Linked DNA regions of Macaca mulatta: region 1 is linked to region 2. The links are chromatin contacts, called in public Hi-C maps. All regions are on one chromosome and are shown on one strand. Each heading gives the region's core, a stretch centred on a gene start, on an enhancer-like site or on the middle of the called end of the contact. The rest is flanking DNA. Distances are from core to core; before and after follow the strand shown. Region 1 holds the start of FAM193B (family with sequence similarity 193 member B). Region 2 holds the start of DDX41 (DEAD-box helicase 41).

Region 1 (3,596 bases), core at 121-2,620, 39 kb before region 2:
GTGTTTGGTACAGAAGAATAACCATTGACCAGACCTCTTGCTGCCTATTAGAGGCCAACAAATGTGCTGATCTCTCCCAAGAAGGACCACATCTGGAAGAGCGCCTGAAGTTGGGGTTCTTACCAGAATAAGTAAGTTTATCATAATGCTCTATTGTTCTTCAAGGCCATCTCTCTCCTATTCTGGACAAACTGAAGAGGTAATGGTGATGTGATGGGACTCACCCTACATCTTTCAAATCTTTGAGAGTGGTATTAATCCCTGGGTAAGATAAGGTACTATTTTTGATTTATTTTCTTGGTAGTTAAGGAGAGCTCTAGGGCCTTCCATGTAGCTCTTCCTTTCAAAATAGCCCTTGCCCCATGGGTTAGGAAGCCAATGTCAGGATTCTGCCCTTCTTGATACCAATAGCAACTCTCCATATAACCACAGTTTCAGAGTACATAGCCCAGGCATGAGACAGACTTCACTCACAACTTTTTTTTAAATCTGTGCCATGTGCATGTATTATACAGTATATTCACAAAAATAAAAGAGGGGGGAAATCCCATTTTTAACAATTAAATACATAATTATTAAGTTTTAAAAATTCTCCTTTGTGTACCATTCCAAAATCCTCTCCTGCATATACTATTTTTTTGGAAACACCTAGTCGTCTCATCGTTATCACACCGGTTGTAACTATGTACCGACGTGTCTACCTTCTCCATCAGACTCTAGAACAAGGAGTCGGATCTGAGTCCCATGCCCCAAGCACAGAACGCTGGACTCCCAGTAGACCGTATGTTGCAAATAAAGACCGTCCCTTTCAACTTAGGCCGTCCACGAGCCCAGCAGTTCCAACAAAATGATGTACAGCAGCCTTTTGCAAGCCTTTATGTTGCCTCAGTATTTCTCCCCTGCAAAATGGGAATGATCCGTATCTGCCTTGCTGTGCTGTTGGAAGGAGTCAGACGACGGGTGTGAAAGTATTATTGTAACACTATAGAAATTAATTCACTCATCCATTTAACAGGCAATTATTAAGTGCTAGGGTGCTGCACCGCGATTACCACCGCGTTACACGCGTTCCTCCAGCAGGTAGCATCCTTCCCGTCCCGCGTAGGGGGAAGGGCGTCTCCCCACCAGGCTTTTCTCCCACGGAACTCCGGGTGGTGACCTTATTCAAAATGGCGCAGGCTGCCTCGGGGGCTAGTGCGGCGGCGCGGACTCCGCGTGCCCTCTGACCTGCTGGCAGCAGGCGGAGGGGGGAGCCGGGCGCCGCCATATTGGCTGTTGTCCTGTGAGGGGAGCGGTAGCGGCGGCGGCGGCGGCGGCGGCGGCGGCGCGGCGTGTGGAGCGAGGGAGCGGCGCGAGCGGCAGCATGACTCGGAGGCGGAGCAGGCCGAGCGGCGGCGCGGGTAGGCGCGAGCGGGCTCGGGCCGCGGGGCCGCAGAAGCCCCAGGCGCCCGAGCCCCCGCCGCCGCCAAGCCTGGAGGCGGGAGCGGGTGCAGGCCCCCCGGAGGCGCCGGCGGAGCCCGATCGCGACGGCTCCAGGGAGGACGACGAACCCAACCTGGTGCCCGGCCCGCAGGTAGGAGCGAGCGAGGCGACTTCGGCGGCCCGGGCGCTTTCACCTCCCCCGAGCGGGAGCGGGAGTGGGGCGGGGTTGGGGATGGGCCATCCTGCCGCGGCTGGGGCAGCAGCCTTCCCCCGGGTCCGGCGCCGAAGCTTTCTCCCCCGGGGCGGGAATGGAGGCCGGACCCCTCTCCCCAAAGCCGAGGCTCGGTACGCGCTCCTGCGACTAGGCTGAAGCTGCTCCCCTCTCCCCGCCGCCTCCGGCCTGGAGCAGAGGCTAACGTCCGGCCGTACACCCACACTGGGACTGGGCTGTGATCCCGAGGCCGCAGCTCCTCTCTCGGCCCGCCACCTCCCCCTGGGCCCACCTGCTCCCTCAGCCACAGGCCATCTCGGGGCTCTGGGACTGGACGGCTGCAGCCTCTTCCCTCTCCCCTCGGGAACGGCTCCACTCCGTCCCCTGCACCGCCTGCAGCCGCGGCCCCTCAGCAGCTGTGTCTCCTGGCACCTCCTCGCCATACCCAGCAGAGCAGTCGGAGCAGACAGCCAGGCTGGCCGGAAGAGTTTTTGGTGGGGTTTCTGCACTGAGGTGGAAACCCAGCAGAACCTGCCCTTTCTCCCTTCCCCTGCCCCGCAAGGCGGCCCACCCCGACCCTGAGATCCCGGGTTTGGAGACTCCTGCTGAGAGTGAACAGTAGGAGGATTCTCCAAAGCTTCCAGCTTGCCACCTGGAAGAAGGTCACTTTCTTTTGAGCAAAGGAGATAATGGGGGGTACCCTGCCAATGTTCACTGAGAGGCGGGGGTGACATGGGCCACGGTTGCTCTGGGAGGGTTGTGGCACTCGGGGCTGGGTGGCTCTCCCTAAGCTTGCTCTGACAAAAGAGTTTTGAGTTGGTCTTTTGGCTGAGCCTGCCCAGGAAGGCAGGCTCCTGCAGGAGTCTTGGAGGGTCGGATGCGGCGCCGGATGAGGATGAGGCGTGGCGGAAGATGCGTTTGGCTCTGCAGACACTGCATCGGGCAGCAGGGGACTCTGGGAGGCTGGTGCAGCCAGAAGGCATGGCTCTTGACAGCCTTCTAGTAGAATCTCTGGAATTGTGCATGTGAGTGGGGTTGCCATTTGGGGTACCTTCCTACAAAGCCTCCCCTGACCTCCCCAGTTGCGTCAGGTGCCCTCTCTGTGCCCACAGCCCTCTGTGCCTCCCTCTGGTAGCACTCCCCTTTCTGTGATGAAACGTTCTGTTGATATGTCTGTTGCCTGCCCTGGACTGTGAACTCCGCAGGGACACAGGCCGTGCCATCTATCTCTGATCCTCCACGCCTGGCCCAGGGCCTTGCTAACACAGAGTAAAAATAACTAGGTGAATGAGAGAGAAAATGAATCAGTCCAGAACCCGTGCTTATTGTAACCCAGTTTTCATGCTGATTTCCTTGTGTCTCAGATCACAATAAGGTTTTTAATTAATGAAAATGTCACCACTTATTGAGTGTCAGAAGCTCCACCTTCATCCCCATCCCCATCTCCTATCCTAGGCTGACACTGCTTCCAGGAGACTCCCCAGGTGGGACCCCAGACCCCTACTGGGTCTAGCTGCCAACCCTGAGGCTGCTTCCCCCACCAGCCTACTCTGGGAACCCCCTGGGAGTGCTGTTACCCAAAAAGGGAGAGTGGGAGAAGGGAGAGCCGGGAAGCTGTTGTCTTCTCTTCTTCTCATTCAGCAGACCATAGAATACTTTAGGGTCTCTGCCACATAGAGATGCCAGAAAGCTTGGATGATGGCTCAACCATTCAGTTTTTATTGAGGATATAACTTTGCCAAGAGCTCTAAGCTTCATCAATTGCTTTGACATCTAGTTTCCTACCATGTTCTTATCTACTCCACTGCTTGACCTACTGATTCATTTATTTGTGCCGGGCACTTTACATACCTTACTTATAATCTTCCCCCCTCCGCTGTATTTCTCCGCAGCATTTAGCACACATATGATGAATTGACCATTGATTTGATTATCTGTTTTTATTTGTGAACTCTGTGAGTTC
Region 2 (3,203 bases), core at 401-2,900:
TCTGCTTCATTCAAAATTTGCAGGTCTGATCAAGCAGCCCATCTACCATGACTTCTGTGGCATTTGGGACCTTCGTGCCTGGGGCCCTGACTCCAGTACTTGTTCCAGCCATGCTGGACGACCTTCCTCTCCAGTAAGGTCTCACAACCGCAGGTCTCCCAACTTTCACATATTTTCCTCTTCCTTTAATTTTCCCCGTTTTTCGTGAATTCCTGTATATCCTTCATATCCCAGCTAAGAGGCCATTGTACTATGAAAACTATGACACTTCCAAAAGCGGTACCTTGTCTTAGGTTTTTTGTTTGTTTGTTTTGAGATGGAGTCTCGCTCTGTCACCCAGGCTGGAGTGCGGTGGCACCATCTCGGCTCACTGCAAGCTCCGCCTCCCGGGTTCACACCATTCTCCAGCCTCAGCCTCCCGAGTAGCTGGGACCACTGGCGCCCGCCACCACGCCCGGCTAATTTTTTTATTTTTAGTAGAGACGGGATTTCACTGTGTTAGCCAGGATGGTCTCGATCTCCTGACCTCGTGATCCGCCCGCCTCGGCCTCCCAAAGTGTTGGGATTACAGGCGTGAGCCACCGCGCCCGGCCCCCAGGATCTTTAACTTCAAGACCAGTTATCTGTCTATATTTCTAGTGTCAACTAATCCATAAGCTCCTCGCACACCAGGTATGTGTCTTGATTATCATCTGCTTGAGCGCAGTACCAATGCCCAGCACACACTTTTGAAGGAAAGAAAGCACAGAGCTGACCAAGTCATTCCTCCTTAGAAGTCTCTAATATTAAAGTTGAAACCACTTACTCTGAGAGTCACAGCAGGTATGCTCTGGTCGCAATCTCCTTTTCTGGCCTTAGCTCCGGCTTCCCCATCCCACCCTAGCCGCAATGCTGTTGCCTGGTGAATCTGTGTACTTGCACATCGCCAGACCTGTATTCCTGCAGCGCCCTGACCCAGGACGCCTCTCCTCTCCCAGCCTGAGATTCCCACGCTTCCCTGGAAGCGCCCGCCAGGCAGCTCTGTTAGGGCATTTACAGTAATAACCGTTTACATTTATACAAGGCCTCCCAGTTCAAAACCACTGCCATCCGTTTCTGATGCGTCCCCCACCACTGAACATAGGTGTCACACAGGCGCAGTCAGGGCGGCAGGGTGCGTGGAGCGGTTTATCCCGCAACCCCGGCGGCCCTGGCAGGGATGGAAGCGCAGGCGGCCCACGCGGACTCGGCCCAGCGCTCCCGGCCCTAGAGGACGCACTGTCCGCCGGTAGGGGCGTGCCCAAGACGCCATGCTCAGGGAGAGGTTGGGCACCCGCCGGCCCGCCCCGACTCCGGATCAGCGGTCTCCGCTGCGTGCGTCTTCCTCTTCCAGTGGGCCTGGGTTGAGCCTTTTAGCGCATGCTCCAAGTCCTCCGGTGTCCCACAATGCCTTGCGGCCGGTTTCGCCCTCGGTCCTGGCAACTGTCGCGTAACCACCCATGAAAGCGTCGACGCTTCGCCGTGCGAGAGCAGCTCCGGAGCAAATTTGTCCCTCTGCGCGATCCGGAACTCCGAGGTCGTTGCTAGGCGCCGACGTTCGCTTCTTCACATCGGATTGGGTCCCACGCAAAGATGAGGCGGGGTTTCGCCGTGGCGCGCATGCGTGCAGCAAAGAATGGAGGAGTCGGAACCCGAACGGAAGGTAGGAGAGAGGCGAGGCTCCTCGCGGGTGAGAGCGGGCGTGAAGTGGGGAGCAGGCCGTGCCTGACTTACGTGTGCTTGCAGCGGGCTCGCACCGACGAGGTGCCTGCCGGAGGAAGCCGCTCCGAGGCGGAGGATGAGGACGACGAGGACTACGTGCCCTATGTGCCGTTACGGCAGCGCCGGCAGCTACTGGTGAGGGGCCCGCGTCCGGGGAGGGATGGGGCCGTGACCGCCGGTCGTAGGGAGGGCAGTCTGAGGAGTGAGCTTCAGTACACCGGGGCGCGGCCCCCAGACAAACGAGGGACCGACGGCCTGATCTGAGGGGTAGGGCGGTTCTGCGCCTCGGGCACAGGATCCTCGTCCCAAAGCCAGGATCCTGACGCTGGCCCTGTGGACCCCATTCCCATTCTATCTGTGGGGCCCGGGTGGAACCTCAGCTCCAGAAGCTGCTGCAGCGAAGACGGAAGGGAGCTGCGGAGGAAGAGCAGCAGGACAGCGGTAGTGAACCCCGGGGAGATGAGGACGACATCCCGCTAGGCCCTCAGTCCAACGTCAGCCTCCTGGATCAGCACCAGCACCTTAAAGAGAAGGCTGAAGGTGGGCTGGGCAGCACTGCCGGGGCGGGAAAGGAGAAGCCGAGCCTGGCGCACCGTGTTGGTATCTGTCTGACATCTTCCACTTCTTTTCTCAGCCCGCAAAGAGTCTGCCAAGGAGAAGCAGCTGAAGGAAGAAGAGAAGATCCTGGAGAGTGTGGCTGAGGGCCGAGGTATGGTTGTAGCCAGGATAGTGAGAAGGTAGACTGAGTCTCCTCTTCCCAGCCCCAGGCATGTTATATCTCAAGGGATCTGGCTTCTCAGAAGTAGGAGCCAGTCCTGAGCCATGTCTTTCTCCTCAGCATTGATGTCAGTGAAGGAGATGGCCAAGGGCATCACATATGATGACCCCATCAAAACCAGGTATGTTTGTACAGTCTGCAGTTGCCCTTGCTTAGGATGGTACATGCAGGGTTGCTCCCAGGCCAGCTGTTCCCAGAGCTCTCTTGATCCCTGTTACCCATCCACAGCTGGACTCCGCCCCGTTATGTCCTGAGCATGTCTGAAGAGCGACATGAGCGCGTGCGGAAGAAATACCACATCCTGGTGGAGGGAGACGGTATTCCACCACCCATCAAGAGCTTCAAGGAAATGAAGTTTCCTGCAGGTAGTCAGGGAGCGGAGAGAGATCCCACACTTTTATAATCAAATGCCTGTGAGGTTATGTCCGAGCCCACCCTGAGTTCAGCCACATCTGCACTGGATCCAGTCACTGGGGCTGGAGGGATTTGAGGAGAAGTTTCTTTAGGTTCCTTGTTGCCCCAGCTGTACATGTTCATTGTTCTCTGCTGTTACGAAGCTTCAGGAGGAAAGTGCCATTGGGCATAGGCACTGGGTACAAGTCCTGGCTGCACCTAGCCTGTGGGCCTTGGACAAGTCTCTTTTTTGTTTTTTTTTTTCCTCCCTCTCTCTCTCTTGCTCTGAGCC

The links. A called contact is a pair of places that touch in the nucleus more often than the background predicts.
Region 1: a contact with region 2 is called in a Hi-C map of CD4 T cells, with 2.0 times the contacts expected there. The contact joins the promoter of FAM193B here to the promoter of DDX41 in region 2. A contact is called at or near these places in 3 of 14 Hi-C or Micro-C datasets (CD4 T cells, fetal cortex germinal zone and liver).

The regions. Positions count from the first base shown.
Region 1 is chr6:186,537,820-186,541,415 of T2T-MMU8v2.0, reverse strand. FAM193B (family with sequence similarity 193 member B) reads left to right here and starts at 1,370. Exons shown (of 10, transcript NM_001194019.2): 1 at 1,370-1,573.
Region 2 is chr6:186,499,944-186,503,146 of T2T-MMU8v2.0, reverse strand. DDX41 (DEAD-box helicase 41) reads left to right here and starts at 1,650. Exons shown (of 16, transcript XM_015141528.3): 1 at 1,650-1,681; 2 at 1,765-1,875; 3 at 2,121-2,280; 4 at 2,375-2,449; 5 at 2,579-2,639; 6 at 2,747-2,883. The coding sequence starts at 1,655.